Linked DNA regions of Sus scrofa: regions 2, 3 and 4 are each linked to region 1. The links are chromatin contacts, called in public Hi-C, HiChIP or PLAC-seq and promoter capture Hi-C maps. All regions are on one chromosome and are shown on one strand. The core of a region is the stretch at or near the end of the contact, and the rest is flanking DNA. Distances in the headings are between cores, read along the strand shown.

What was found. Promoter capture Hi-C pulls out the DNA fragments that hold promoters and counts their contacts. A called contact is a pair of places that touch in the nucleus more often than the background predicts. HiChIP or PLAC-seq counts read pairs in DNA pulled down with a chosen protein or histone mark.
Region 2: an H3K27ac HiChIP or PLAC-seq map of alveolar macrophages shows a contact between it and region 1. The contact joins the promoter of GNA15 here to the promoter of TLE6 in region 1. A contact is called at or near these places in 1 of 5 promoter capture datasets (liver), 2 of 47 Hi-C or Micro-C datasets (blood and embryonic fibroblasts) and 1 of 2 datasets of contacts at active chromatin or transcription factors (alveolar macrophages).
Region 3: a promoter capture Hi-C map of liver shows a contact between it and region 1, with 2.9 times the contacts expected there. The contact joins the promoter of GNA11 here to the promoter of TLE6 in region 1. A contact is called at or near these places in 1 of 5 promoter capture datasets (liver), 8 of 47 Hi-C or Micro-C datasets (blood, embryonic fibroblasts, heart right ventricle and 3 more) and 1 of 2 datasets of contacts at active chromatin or transcription factors (skeletal muscle).
Region 4: a contact with region 1 is called in a Hi-C map of alveolar macrophages, with 2.2 times the contacts expected there. The contact joins the enhancer-like site here to the promoter of TLE6 in region 1. A contact is called at or near these places in 16 of 47 Hi-C or Micro-C datasets (alveolar macrophages, embryonic fibroblasts, epiblast stem cells and 10 more) and 1 of 2 datasets of contacts at active chromatin or transcription factors (skeletal muscle).

The regions. Positions count from the first base shown.
Region 1 is chr2:75,548,935-75,552,533 of Sscrofa11.1, forward strand. It overlaps TLE6 (transducin-like enhancer protein 6), which reads right to left and starts at 1,742. Exons shown (of 15, transcript XM_021084155.1): 1 at 1,623-1,742; 2 at 927-1,032; 3 at 127-200. The coding sequence starts at 995. LOC110259369 (a long non-coding RNA gene) reads left to right here and starts at 1,785. Exons shown (of 5, transcript XR_002341701.1): 1 at 1,785-2,013; 2 at 2,301-2,483.
Region 2 is chr2:75,432,277-75,435,875 of Sscrofa11.1, forward strand. GNA15 (guanine nucleotide-binding protein subunit alpha-15) reads right to left here and starts at 1,533. Exons shown (of 7, transcript XM_005654729.3): 1 at 1-1,533.
Region 3 is chr2:75,455,130-75,458,728 of Sscrofa11.1, forward strand. GNA11 (G protein subunit alpha 11) reads right to left here and starts at 1,726. Exons shown (of 7, transcript NM_001044538.2): 1 at 1,588-1,726. The coding sequence starts at 1,723.
Region 4 is chr2:75,471,700-75,475,298 of Sscrofa11.1, forward strand. All of the region lies in intron 2 of LOC110259368 (a long non-coding RNA gene), which reads left to right. Among named protein-coding and RNA genes, the nearest start is that of GNA11, 17 kb to the left of the region's middle. Within about 2 kb of position 2,007, at least 13 of the 83 cell types and tissues checked have an H3K27ac peak or open chromatin away from gene starts, as enhancers often do. A contact at or near this core is called in alveolar macrophages, where this site is marked.

The sequences.
Region 1 (3,599 bases), core at 492-2,991:
TCCTCCCCCCACTCCCTTCCTTTTAATTGTTCTGACTTTTAGGCCAATGAGACACCAAGTGGGATTTTTTTCCTCAGTGGGACTTGGGGCCACAGCCAGGCTCCAGCTGCCGAGAATGGCCCTCACCTGGGGAACTGCTGCTTGAGTTGATCCAGAACCTCCTGGTAGTTCAGGGCTGGAAGGCTGGCCTCAGGATGAGCCTGGAGAGATTGAAAGAGGGATAAACAAGACCCACAGGCTCCCAGTATCCCAGCAATCAGGTCATCAGTTCCCAGGAGGGAGGGGTGGGACTTCCTGAGACCTGAAGATAACTGGCTTGCTCTCTTATTACTTAAGTACCCACAGGCATCTTCCATTTTGCTTCTTGGCCTAAAGTTGAAAATATTTACTCTCTGGCCCTTTAGAGAAGTTTGCCTGCCCCCGGCCTAAGCTTAGAAATAGTCTTTTAGGAAGGAATGGGGGGAGGTTTTTTTTTTTTTTTTTTTTTTGGTTCATAAAATATTAACTGAGGATTTCTCATTGTGGTGCAGAGGAAAGGAATCTGACTAGTATCCGTGAGGATTTGGGTTCGATCTCTGGCCTTGCTCAGTGGGTTAAGGATCTGGCATTGCCATGAGCTGAGGTGTAGGTGGCGGACTCAGCTTGGATCCTGTGTTTTTGTGGCTATGGCTGCAATGTAGGCCAGCAGCTGCAGCTCCGATTGGACCCATAGCCTGGGGACCTCCATATGTCATGGGTTCAGCCCTAAAAGGACTAAATAAATAAATATCTTAAACCATGATGGGTTGGTGTCCCCAGCTTAAGGCCTGGCAAGACAGGCCTACATCTCTTCCTCTCTCAGGAGCAGGAGAACTAGATTTGAGCCCAGCCCCCAACCTCTTACCCCCTCTCCCCCAGGGGCTAATGCCAAGCCAGGCCCTCCTCACCAAAGTTCCTGGAGGCCTCACCATCTTTTGAAGGTGCTCGTGGGGGCTGCGATGGCCCCGAGAGGTCATCTTCAGGCAGAAGTCACAAAGACTTTAGCCAGGGACTCTAATAAAAGTAACAAGACAGAAGATCATGAACACAGAAGGCTGGGCAGTGGCAGGGACAGAAGCAGCTCTACCCCACCCTCGGCCTCCCACCCACCCCTGCCAGGACCCAGTCCTGAGTCCCCAGTCCCCTCCCTGCCTGCGGTATTCCACAGCATTCCCTACATCCTACATTCACTCATCTACCCCGCTGTTGCTTCCAGCTGTGTTAATTAGTGATGGGGACCCTAGGACCTCACCTTATGAGGTGGTGGGGGGGGTATGGTTCTGAACACCTACACACCCCGCCAGGAGCAGTCAGGGTGGGAGGAAACCCAGAGAAGGATGCCAAAGCTCAATCTTAGTTTTGAGACAACTTCTTAAAGTACGGGAGAACATAATTTGGAAAGGGGTTTTGACGGATGAGTAAGAGTTGGCCAGGTGCATTAGGAGAAATTTCTCAGGAGGAAAGAGACTTCGCTCTACTCCAATCACTCCTGTAGCAGCAAGCCTAACCCTTCTTCACTTCGCTTCTACCCCTCAGCATCCCTCCAGCCTCCTCCCCAGCCCAGGGACCCTGAGGTCCTCCAGGAGACCGGCGGGTCTACTCGCCTCCCTCAAGATCGTGGCCCGTGAGGTGCCAGGAAGATGCCGCGAGGGTCGGCCAAGTTCAGGCAGACTGGAAGCGCCTCCTCCCATCCCCCGGGGCCAATTGACCCATCGGGCCCCACCCCGGCCCGCCCCAGCCCCGCCCCGGCCCGCAGCCACCTGAACCGGGAAGCTGGTCAATGAGCAGGGAGCAGCTGCACGTGGGCTCAGGCTCCGCGGGCGGCTGCTGGCGGCGCTGGCCAATGGCTAGGCTGCTTTCCCACGTGGGTCTCGGTCGCCGTCGCTGATTGGTCGGCTCTCCCCAGCCGCCGGCCGGACTGTCAATCAGCGCGCCCGGCGCCGCAGCTTAACCCTCGCGGTCCCGCTGCAGGAAAGGGTTGCTTGCAGAGTCAAGGTAGTTTGGGGTTCAGGCTGGAGTAAAGATATTTAGAAGGACAAGGGGTTTGGGGGTCTGAGAGGGTAGAACTTGGGGAGGGCCTGGGAGGCTTGTAGTTGCCTTGTTTGGTGAGAAGCCTTATAATTTTTTCGTCTTACCCAGGAGTGACTCGTGGCTGGGAGGCGGGGGTGGGGTGGGGCGCTGAGAGTGGAAGTGGGGGGATCTTAGGTAGGGCAGTCTCGCTCTAGTCCTTAGATACGCACTAAGACCCTTTTCCTCAATATTAAAAAACTGAACTTTTTTAGTTCCAGGCTTCCCAGGAGCCAAACCCAGGGCTGTGCATTTTATCAGCGAATTTTCCCTGCTGCTCTTCAAGCCCAGGGACAGAGGCTCTGAGAATCTGAGAACCAAAAGCTGGAGCTGCAAAGGCCTTGGGACTATTGGCCTAGTTCAGCTCTCTCAGGTTCAAGGCCAAGAGAGAAAGAGTGGTGGGTACTCTAGGCCTGGGGTGATGTCAGACTTAGGGGTGGGGTGTGTGGAGGGATTCTGAGATGTGAAGCCGTTAGTCCAGAGTTTGGGGTGAGACGCCAAGTTTGTGCCCACCCCAGAGCCTTTACACTGGCTCTTCTCCCCTGGGCCAGAGAGGGTCTCTCCCCTGACTGCCACTGACTGGATCCCTCACCTTCAGCTCTGGGTCAGAGGTCACCACCTTAGGGAGGCCTCCATTCTCCCTTTCTTATTTTTCTCCAAATCTGTTTTATATTGGAGCTAATCTTGTAATCTCCATGGCCCTAAACCCTGTTGTGTTCAAAATTCACAGAATGCTGATGGGGATTCTTATACCTGCCTGCACCTGGAGGGGGTGGGAAGGATGCTGGCTTGGGATCCACACAAACCGGAGAAATCTCCCCCACAACCCCATCTTGTGCTTTGTGGGGGGTGAGGAGTGTGTAAGGGAAATAGGCCACTGAGGGTTCAGATCTTGGGATGTGCAGCCCCTAGGGGTTATGATGTAAACACACAAATTGGGTTTTGTGGCTTATCTATGGAGAAGAAAGTGAGGGCTGCCACGGATTGGCGGCAACTAAAGGTTTTCGCCCTTGATCCCTCCACTGGCCCTCAATTGAAGTGTATTATATTTATGGTCCAGTCTGCTGCTAATTGCCTCTCCCTGTGTGCTCCCCTCCTCTCCATGGTTGTCGTTGGTCAGCTGGACACACCAGTTTATCCGAGGCTGTCTTGTCTCCTAGGGTATCTGCTGGATACCTGTGGTTATTTAAATTAAAATGAATTAAAATGAAATAAAACTTAAAAGTCAGTTCCTCGGGCACACTGGCCCAAAGAATGTCAATTGCTCAGTAGCCACATGTGGCTAGGGATAACCATCCCCACTGCAGATCTAGAACCTTCCCATTACCTTCCCATTGCCAGTGAGAGCAGAACCAGATCTGAGGTTCTTTTTTGGCCAGACCCAAGGCATATAGAAGTTCCCAGCCAGGGATCAAATCCCAGTCTCAGCTGAGAATCCTTAACCTCCTATGCCACCGCGGGATCTCCCTGAGGGTCTTAAAAAAGAAAAAAATCCTAGGTCCCTCTGGAAATCA
Region 2 (3,599 bases), core at 283-2,782, 120 kb before region 1:
ATGCTGGAGAGGATGTGGAGAAAAGGGAACCCTCCTGCACTGTTGGTGGGAATGTAAATCGGTAAAACTGGTATGGAAAATGGTAAGGAGGTTCCTCAGAAAACTAAATAGAGAATTACCATATGATCCAGCAATTCCCTCCTGGGCATATACCCAGACAAAACTTTCATTCAAAAAGATACATGTGGAGTTCCCGTCGTGGCGCAGTGGTTAACAAATCCGACTAGGAACCATGAGGTTGCGGGTTCGGTCCCTGCCCTTGCTCAGTGGGTTAAGGATCCAACGTTGCTGTGGCTGTGGCGTAGGCTGGCGGCTACAGCTCCGATTCGACCCCTAGTCTGGGAACCTCCATATGCCGCGGGAGTGGCCCAAGGAACGGCAAAAAGACAAAAAAAAAAAAAAAAAAAATACATGCACCCCTATGTTCACTGCAGCACTATTCACAATAGCCAAGACATGGAAACAACCTAAATGTCCATGGAGAGATGAATGGGTAAAGAAAATGTGGTACATATATATAATGGAATGTTACTCGGCCATAAAAAAAGAATGAAATAATGCCATTTGTAGCCACACATGGATGCAACCAGAGATTCTCACACTAAGTGAAGTCAGACAGAGAAAGACAAATACCATATGATACCACTTATCTATGTGGAATCTAAAATATGAACCGAAGAAATCTGTCTATGAAACAGAAACAAACTCACAGACAAAGAGAACATACTTGTGGTTGCCAAGGGGGTGGGGTTGGGGAGGGATGGAGGGGGAGGTTGGGGTTAGCAGATGTAAGCTGTTATACATGGAGCGGATAAACAACGTCCTACTGTGTAGCACAGAGAACGATATGCAATGTCCTACAATAAACCATAATGGAAAATAATATTTTAAAAAGTGTATACATAACATGAATCACATCGCTGTACAGCAGAAATTAACACAAGTTGTTCTACAGCAACTATACTTCAATTTTAAAAAATATCCTTTCTGGCGTAATGAGGAATAGGATGTTTATATAGTTTCAAAGTACCTCGCATTCCTCAGCGGATGGGAGTGTTGGTAACTTAGGGCCACACCCGAAGTCATGCCCCCTCCCACCAGGGCTGGCCCAAGCCTAGGGAATCACTAAGGTCCATCCCCTCCCTTTATTACTGATGAATCAAGAATTTGATTCCACTTCTGCGTTTATATCCAAAAGGACAGAAAGCAGGGTCTCCAGCGGGTACTTAGCACCCATGTTCACGGCAGCAAAGTTCACCTTAGCCAAAAGGAGGAAACACCCAGGTGTCCGTCGCCGGCTCTCTGGGCCGGCTTCGTGGGCGAGGGACCCGTGCTCCGAAGGCTTTCAGTCTTAAAAACCTCCTGGTGTTGTCACAAAAGCCCTGCATTTTCACCTTGCACTAGCCCTCCTGGCTGGACCCGCCGCGGCTGGGGCTCAGGTTCCGGGGCGCTGCCTACCGTCAGAGCAACGGCCTGGCGGTTCCCTCCCGGTTTTCCTCTTCGAACGGTGTTGCGGAGAAGACCTCTCGGGCGTGTGCATGTTCGAGCTGCAGGTGGGCCGGCGAGTGGAGCGCGGGAGAGCGGCACCTGCCGGCAGCGAGGGGCATGACGGCCAGCGCCGACGGCCGCCTCCGCTGGCTCCCTCCCTGCACCTGCTGCCTGAATCCCACTCCCATTGTCTGCCTCCCCCGGGGGACCAGCCCATTGGCTACCCCAGGACCAGTGCAGCCCCTTTCCCCCCGGCCTCCGATCCCTCCCAATCCCAGTCTGTCCTCCCCGTAGCAGCCACCAAAGAGGGTCTGTGAGCGCCTAGGTCAGGCTCTACCCTACTCTGCCTACAGCCCCCCAGGTCTCCCACTTCCCACCAAGTAAAATCCCAATCATCCCTGCAGCTCACAAGGATCTGAAGAACCTGCCCGTCCTCTGCCTGCCCTCCCCTCCTCCTTCTTGTCTGCTGGATCGCTGCACTTCAGACACTAGGGCTTGCTCTTCCAACTCAGCAAGCATGGTGCTGCCCCAGGGCCTTTGCACCAGCTGTGTCCTCTGCCTGGAAAGCCCTTCCCTTAGATCACAGCACGGCCTCTTCCCTTCACATCTGCCAGAATCCTATTTGAATGCCACCTCCTCAGAAAGGCCTTTCCTGAACAGCCTGTCTGAAACGGCCACTATTGCTCTTTATGCCTCTTCCCTGTTTTTCTTCATAGATTAAGTCATGGTGTTAAGTGCTGTCTTCTCCCTGTATCTGCAGTGCATAGGACAGTGCCTGGCACACATGGGGACTTCAAGGCATTTCCATCCCACTGATGAACGAGTAAACAAAACTGGAGGGGAGAGTTTCCTGGTGTTTCAGCAGGTTAAGGATCCCTGTTGTCACGGCTGTGATGCGGGTCTGATCTCTGGCCCGGGAACCTGTGCATGCCGCAGGCGCATGCACAGCTGGTGGGAGCATGAAATGAGGCAGCCGCCAGTAGAAACAGTCTGGCAATTCCTCAAATACTTAAACATAGAATCACCACGTGACCCAGCAATTCTACTTCTGGGTTTATACCCAGTAGAATGAAAAGCAGAGTCTCAAAGAGATACTTGCACACCCGTGTTCACAGCAGCATGACTGATAGTGGTCAAAAGGTAGAAACACTCCAAGTGACTATCAACAGACGAATAAACAAATATGGTCCATCCAGACTGTGGAATATGATTCAGCCTTAAAAGGGAAGGAGATTCTGATACCTGCTCCAACGTGGATGGATGGAGCTTGGGGACATGATGCTCAGTGAGAGAAACAAGACACAGAAGGACAAAGACTCCACTCATATGAGGTCCCTGAAGGAGTCACATTTATAGAGAGAGAAATAGGATGGTGGATGAAAAGACAACCCACAGATTGGGAGAAAAAATTTGCAAATGAAATGACTGACAAGGGATTCATCTCCAAAATGTACAAATACCTCATGCAGCTCAATACCAACCAACCAGCCAAACAAACAAAACCACACAACTCAAAATAGATATTTCTGGGAGTTTCTGTTGTGGCTCAGCAGGTTGAGAACCTGACTAGTATCCACGAGGATTCGGGTTTGATCCCTGGCCTCGCTCAGTGGGTTGAAGGATCCAGTGTTGTCACAAGCGGCATAGGTCATAGATGTGGCTTGGATCTGGCGTTGCAGTGGCTATGGTGTAGGCTGGCAGCTGTGGCTCGAATTTGACCTCTAGCCTGGGAACTTCCATATGTCGCAGCTGCGAAAGAAAGAAAAGATGCTCAACATTGCTATTTATTAGAGAAATGCAAATCAAAACTACTATGAGGTGCCACATTACACCAGCAAATGAATGGCCATCATCAAAAAGTCTACAGAGATTGGGACAGGCTGGCGGAGTCCTAAGACTCGAGAGAACTCTCATGAAAATACCAAAATTACACTAACTGCTGAACAATCACCAATGAAACAGACTGGAAACTACCAAAAAAGATATCTTACACCCAGAAACAAAGAGGAAGCCACATCCAGATGGAGAGTAGCTGACCACTGTAAACCAAGGTGTTCCCAACCAAAAGTTTACATGCAGTTGATGAAAGTATGTTCCACCCCCTCAAGTTC
Region 3 (3,599 bases), core at 476-2,975, 94 kb before region 1:
CCTCCAGCCTCCAGCCAGGCCATGGGTCTGGTAACATTAATATGCTGGTAATTTTGAAACCCCAGTTCTGACAATAAAGTCTACCTCTTCTGGCAAAAGCCAGCCAGTGCCACGCTGTCCTCCCAAATGCCACTGGGACTCCACTGCCAGTTTTCTCCAAACTTTAAGGTTACTCTCTGCCTGTCTTTGCTGCAAAGATGGCCCATGTTATAGCCTTTAGGTAAAGCGGAACAAATTTGGGGAAAAGAAATTGGCAAGGTATTTTATCAAAGAGAGGACAGGGGGGGTCCCCACAGGTGGGAGAAGTAAGATGTTCCCACCAAGACCTGCAGCCTCCACAAAGTCATTCCTCCACCATGCAACTCAGTGACTCCAAACCCTGCACCAATAAGCCGGTACACCCCTCCGCGGCAGACCCCTCCTCCACCCACGGCCCATCGCAGCTGCATTTCCAACTTTCCCACAGTGCAGGAATGCAGCCCAGGTCCAGAGAAGGTAGGGCAAGGGCTTCTGTTGTGTAAACGACCTTCTTGCCTTTGACTGCGGAGGTAAGGCCTCCAACAACCCTTATTTGGGGTGACAACACTTCGCTGACAGCTGGGCCGACTGGCTCCCACCAACAGGTGTGCCTTGGGGAGATGGAGATTCGAACAGGAGTCTTCTCCAGGAGGAGAGGAGGACCGGGGAGCCCAGGCTCCCACTAAGACATAGGGGGGGTTGCCGAGTTGGCCAGTTCTGAAAACCGGCTAAGGCCCCTCTGGGGCTCCACCTGCCCCGACCCCAAGAAAAGGGGACAGGCTGTCTTCTCGCCCATGCGGTGTACCTCACTGGCAGGGACATGGGTCTTCCCCACACAGACTGGTCTGAGAGAACGGAGATTGGAGGGGCCCTGCACGCAGGGAACAGGGCTCCACCTGGTGGGAAGAGTGGAGAAAGGATCCCAGGAGGCAAGGGGCACATCTACTGGACTACAGCCGGAAGGTCTGGACCTGAACAGATGCTGGGGTCAGCAAGGGGGGCACACCTGGTGGGGGAGAGACGGAGGGCCAGCCCTGTGCAGGGAGAGGCCGTGTCTCAAGAGAAGGGGCATAGGGCAGACCCTCCAGGGTTATGGGGGCCTGACCTGGAGAGCAGAAGCAGAAGCTGGCCCTGCAGGGATCAAGGAGTGGACAGCAGAGGCCGGGACTGATCCCGAAGCGTCCTGGGAGCCCACCTGGACAGGAGGGGCGAGGGCTAATCCTGAAGGAACCCGGGCCCGTTCTGGACAGCAGAGACTGGGGACTGACACTTCGGGGATTGGGGATCAGGGCCCTGCCATGGAAAGAAGAGGCACGGGCAGATCCTGAGGCTCTGGGGCGCTGATGTGGACAGCAGAGGCAGGAGCTGGCCCCTCGCGTTTCAGGGACTCAGCCTGTACAGCAGAGATTGGGGATGACCCTGCGGGGTTTAGGTGGCCCAGAGGCCGACGGCACCGAGTACGCTGACCCCAAGGCCCGGGGTCCCCACCGTGGACACCACGCAGGGCCGCCACGCTCGGCCGTCCCCGCGCCGCTGGCCCTGGGGACCCCGCAGGCCAGGCCCACTCACCGAGCAGCAGCAGCTTGAGCTCGCGCCGGGCGTCGCGCTTGTCCCGCCGCAGCTGCTTCTCAATCTCGGCGTTGATCCTTTTGGACTCCTTCACCTCATCGCTCAGGCAACACGCCATCATGGACTCCAGAGTCATCGTTCCGGCCCCGGCCGCCCGCCGGCCGCCCCCGCCGTCGCCCCCCGGCCGGCCCGGCCCTGGCCCGGAGCTGCCCTGGCCGCGCCCGCCTGGCCCTCGGCGCTCGGCCCCCGGGCCGGCGGTCAGCCTCGGCCACCTGCGAGCGCCGGTCCCGCTTGGCCGCTGATCCCGCCCGGACGCCCTCTGCCCGCGCCGCCGCCGCCGCCACTGCCGCCGCCACCGCCAACCGCAGCCGCCGCGACCGAGCGACAGCGCCTCACAACCTAACCCGCGCCCGCACAGCGCCGACGGGCGGCCAGTGCGGCCAATGGGAGGGGGCGGTGGCCCGCGCGCCCGCCGCGGGGGCGGGACTAGCAGCTGGGCTGGGCGGGGCGTCGCACGGGCGGGGCGGGGCGGGGCGAGGCGGGCGCGCCCGAGGGTTAGGTTGCGCCGACGTGGGAAGGGGGACGCGCAGCTGGGAGCCGGGCGGGGCCGCCCGGGATTGTGGGAATGTGGCGGACTCTGCAGGGCGGCTCGGCTGCGCTCGGCTCCGCTCGGCCCTGCTCGGCTATGCTGGAGCTAAAGGCTCAGATCCGCAGCTGCTGTCGGTCGATCCGTCGGGCTCCATGTGAGGCAGCGAGGTACCAGCATTCACGGCCTCCCAGGACCCTGCCATTGCCTGACCAGAAATGAACCTTACTCTCAACCATTCTTGGAGCATGCATTAAGGGAACCTCTCCTATATACCAGACTTGGGCTTAGCATTAATGTAAGGCCTTCTGTATGCCAGGTATGGAATGAGCATTAATGGAGTACTTGCTGTATACCAGGCCTGGACCAGCTATTAATGCCGTGCCCACGATGTAACCAAGCATTAATGCAATGCCTGGTGTATACCAGGCAGGAAACAAACATTAGTGGAATGCTTACTGTAAACCTTGCATGTCCAAGCATTAATGCAACACTTGCTATATACCAGGCATGGACCAGGTATTAGTGCAGCGCTACTATATTACAGTCAGGGAACAAGGATTAATGAAGTGCCTACTATATACCGAGTCCTGCCAAGTTAATTTTATGGTAGCATAGCCACGCCCATTCATTTATGGAGATTTGCTGCCTTTACCCTGCACCAGCAGAGTTATGTAGTTGCTACAGCCCTAAAATATTTACTATCTGGAAGTTCCCATCGTGGCTCAGTGGTTAATGAATCAGACTAGGAACCATGAGGTTATGGGTTCAATCCCTGGCCTCGGCTCAGTGGATTAAGGATCCAGCGTTGCTGTGAACTGTGGTGTAGGTCGCAGATGTGGCTTGGATCTGGCATTGCTGTGGCTCTGGCATAGGCTGGCGGCTACAGCTCCAATTTGACCTCTAGCCTGGGACCCTCCATATGCCGCGGGTGCAGCCCTAGAAAAGACAAAAAAAAAAAAAAAATTTCACTGTCTGGCCTCTTAACAGAAAGAGACCTAGAAAGAGGCCCAAACACACAGGAGGTACTCAACCCATGTGTTTCGAATGATGGGAAAAGTATAAAAGTCTGAGGTGCTCCTCATGCTGAGACCCATTTCATGGACAAGGAAAGTGAGGTGCCATTCTCCACAGTTCCCTGACATCGGCACCTCCCCCAGCCCTGACTTGGCTGGAACCCCCACCCCCACCCCCGGCTCTGCCCAGATCACATCATGTACCTTCCAAGCTGCACCTTGAACACTGTGCTCACCTGTCTTGAGATAAGGGGAGAGGGGAAGGTCAAGGTCTCCACTGATTAGTTGATTGGGACTGAGGAAAGGTTGGCTCCTTAAGGCTCTGATCTTGGCCCTTCTGCCCCCACCCTAGTTGGACACGCAGTCAGGGCAGGGGTCTGGGGTCCCCCTCCACACCCTGTCCCACAAAT
Region 4 (3,599 bases), core at 757-3,256, 77 kb before region 1:
GAACTTCTGAGGACCCACTGAACTATTTTCCATAGCAGCTGCATCATTTTCCATTCCCACGGGCTGAGCAGGAGGTGTCTGATTTCTCCAGCCTTGTCAATGCTTGTTACTTTTTTTGGGGGGTGGGGGTTGGGTTGGGTTGGTTTTTCATAGAGGTCCTAATGGGTATCTCCCTGTGGTTTTAATTTGCATTTCCCTGATGACTAATGAAAGATGTTAAACAGCTTTTCATGCACTTTTGGGCCATTTGCACAACTGCAGAAAAGTCTACTCACGTCCTCTGCCCACGGGTTGGTTTGACCTGCTCTTGAACTTGATACATGTGCAGCCGGGCCACTAGCTCTCCAGGCCTGGCCTCCTTCTAAGTCATGCCTGCAACACTGGTCAAGGTTGTGACACTAGTCCTTGACCATTTTCCATGCTGTGACCCTGGCCCAAGGGACCTCAGGGTTTGGGTTTCTGGTTTGGGTCCTTCATCAGCCTGTACTCTGCATCACTGTTTTTGTCCATCTGTAGGTGGAGAAATCAATTCAGTGAGTCAAGACTCACATTTTCATTTTCAGCAATATAGAACGGGAAATATCATAACGCATCATGCTTAGCAGGGGCAAGTGTTATCTTGGTCAACTTTTATTGGGGGGATGCACATATTTAAATTTGTGTCCTGAGTAGTAGGTAGGTATACATATGCATATATATAATATAGTCCTTTTAGGTCCACACCCATGGCATATAGAAGTTCCCAGGCTTGGGGTGGAATTAGAGCTGCAGCCACAGGCCTACCCCACAGCTCATAGCAATGCCGGATCTTTAACCCACTGAGCGAGGCCAGAGATTAAACCTGTGTCCTCATGGATATTAGTCAGGTTCATTACCACTGAGCCACAACAGGAACTCTGGTATACATATTTTTAGTTAATTTAATTTTACTGGGAGAAGATGTCATGGTCAAAAAAAGTTTGAAGGCCCCCCTTATATACTGCATCTTGTTTCATAATTTAAATATTAACTGTCTGATGAGTTGATTCACTAAAATGGTGATTCCCAGCTGGGTGTAATTTTGCCCTATGGAGGGAGAGACAGACGGCAGGGGTTCCCTGGTGGCAAATCGGGTTAAGGATCCAGCATTGTCACTGCTGTGGCACAGATTCCATCCCTGGCCCAGGAACTTCCACCTGCCTCAGACTCAGCTAAAAAAATAAAAAAGAGAGACAGACAGACAGCTGCCAGCTGGCAATGTTGATGACATTTCTGGTTGTCACAACTTGGGGGGTGGGATTCTGCCCCCAGGGGACACCAGTCGATGTTGGGGGACATCTGTGGTTGTCATACCACAGGCTTCTGGCATCAACTAGGTGGGGCCCTGGCATGCTGCTCAACCCTCCACAGTGCCCAGAACATCCAACCCCAGAGAATGACCTGGCCCCAAATGTCCTAGAGGTGGAGGGACCCTGTGTTAATTATTTGGGGGAAAAAATGATTTTGATCTCTTAGCTCAAATTACACACCAGAATAAATCTCCAATGGTCAGCTGGTGTAGACCAGAGTGGCCCCCACTACCTGAGTCACTGCGCCCCTCCCACTAGGTGTGCATTTAAATGTGTACAGCATCCCAAGACCTCGGTGGTCTGATGGTCATAGAAACCAGCCTCTTGGGGGTCCATGCAATCCCCTAATCCAATGGGTCTCTCTCAGAGCAGTCCTGCCTCCCCTGGGGACAATAGGCCATGTCTGGGAACATCTGGTTGTCACAACTGGGGGGCTTCTGGCATGGAGTGGGTGAGACCTGGGATGCTGTTCTGCACCCCACAGTGTCCAGGACGGTCCGCACAGACCAATGTCCAAGGGCGAGAGGGTAACCTGGACTAGACTGTCTGGAGTGCAGCGCCGTGTCCAGCACAGAGTCTGGCCCACGGTGGACGCTCTAGCCCGCCAGTTGAGGGCTGCCTGCTACCTGCTCAGCCTCTGCCCGGGGGCTTCAGCTCCTGGGACATGCTGCCCCCATGTGGTCGATCCTGGAATCGCAATCTCGGTCCCTGTTAGTGGGTGGAGCCAGCGCTGACAGGCTGGCCTGACCTTGGGGAGCGAAAGCGCTTTCTGCCAGAACGGGAATACTCCAGCTCGGTGCTGCTCGGCACACTAGCCGCTTGAGCCCCGGAGCGGTGGCCAGGGCCACTGGGGACATACATTTTTCATTTCATTTCATTTCCATCAATTGACGCGTAAGACTATTTGACAGTGTATGGCTAGTGGCCGCCATAGCTCTAGTCTGGGGTCGCTCCTGCTTGGCACAGGGGACATTTGGGCTGTCCTGGACATTGCAGGATGTGAGCAGCATTGCTGGCTGGGGGTGGGGCCGGAGATTTTGCCTTTCTATCAAGACTCCAGGTGATGCTGCTGGGACCTGCCTGAGACCCACTGTCCTACTCCAGTGTCCCCCCACCCCCTCCAGCACTGCAGACAGGGGGTCAGCTCATCCTCTTGGGGCCGTCATGGGCACTGTGGGGTGATGAGTAGCCTCCCTGTTCCACCCACCCGGTGCCAGCAGCCCTCCAGTTGTGACAACCACAGTGTCTCCAGACATCACTCAGTGTCCCCTGGGGACAGAATCACCCCCAGCTGAAAACCAATGCTCAAGAATGTTCAAGGCCGGAGTTCCCGTCGTGGCGCAGTGGTTAACGAATCCGACTAGGAACCATGAGGTTGCGGGTTCGGTCCCTGCCCTTGCTCAGTGGGTTAACGATCCGGCGTTGCCGTGAGCTGTGGTGTAGGTTGCAGATGCGGCTCAGATCCCGCGTTGCTGTGGCTCTGGTGTAGGCCGGTGGCTACAGCTCCGATTCAACCCCTAGCCTGGGAACTTCCATATGCCGTGGGAGCGGCCCAAGAAATAGCAACAACAACAACAACAAAAAGACAAAAAGACAAAAAAAAAAAAAAAGAAGAAGAAGAAGAATGTTCAAGGCCATGCTCTCCACAGAACTTCCTGCCATGGGGGGCAATGATGGGCATCTTCCCTGTCCAGTGGGGTGGCCACCAGCCACAGTGGCTAGCCCCTGAGATGTGGCTTGTGCAACTGAGGAGCTCAATTTTTTAATTTCCTTTCATTTCAGTTAATGTACACTTCTAACACCCAGCTAAGGGGAGCCTCACGCTGGATTTCATTCCATCCTTACAACTTTCTGGAACTCTTAGGACTTCTGTTTGCAGATGAGAAAACAAAGGTGCAGAGAGAGGACTTGACTTGGTCCTCATCACTCAACAAGTAAAAGGCCAGAGTGAGGATACAAACCCGCAGCTGCCTATTAACTAGGAGGCTACACTGCCTCCCAGGACTGGCTTGGGGGCATCTGGGGAAAGTTAAGGAGATACATGCAGGACAGAGAACTCGCCAGACTGGAGATGGAATCTCATCTCTATCACTTCTTGGCTGTGTGAACTTAGGGGTATGTCTTGCCCTCTCTGAGCCCCTGGGTCTCCTTGGCTAGAGCCACTTCCTCTTGGGACTATTCTGGGGATTAAATCACATAGCCCATTGCCTTAGTCAGCTTGGGGTGCCATAAGAAAATACCATAGATGGGCTTAAACGACCAAAATCTATT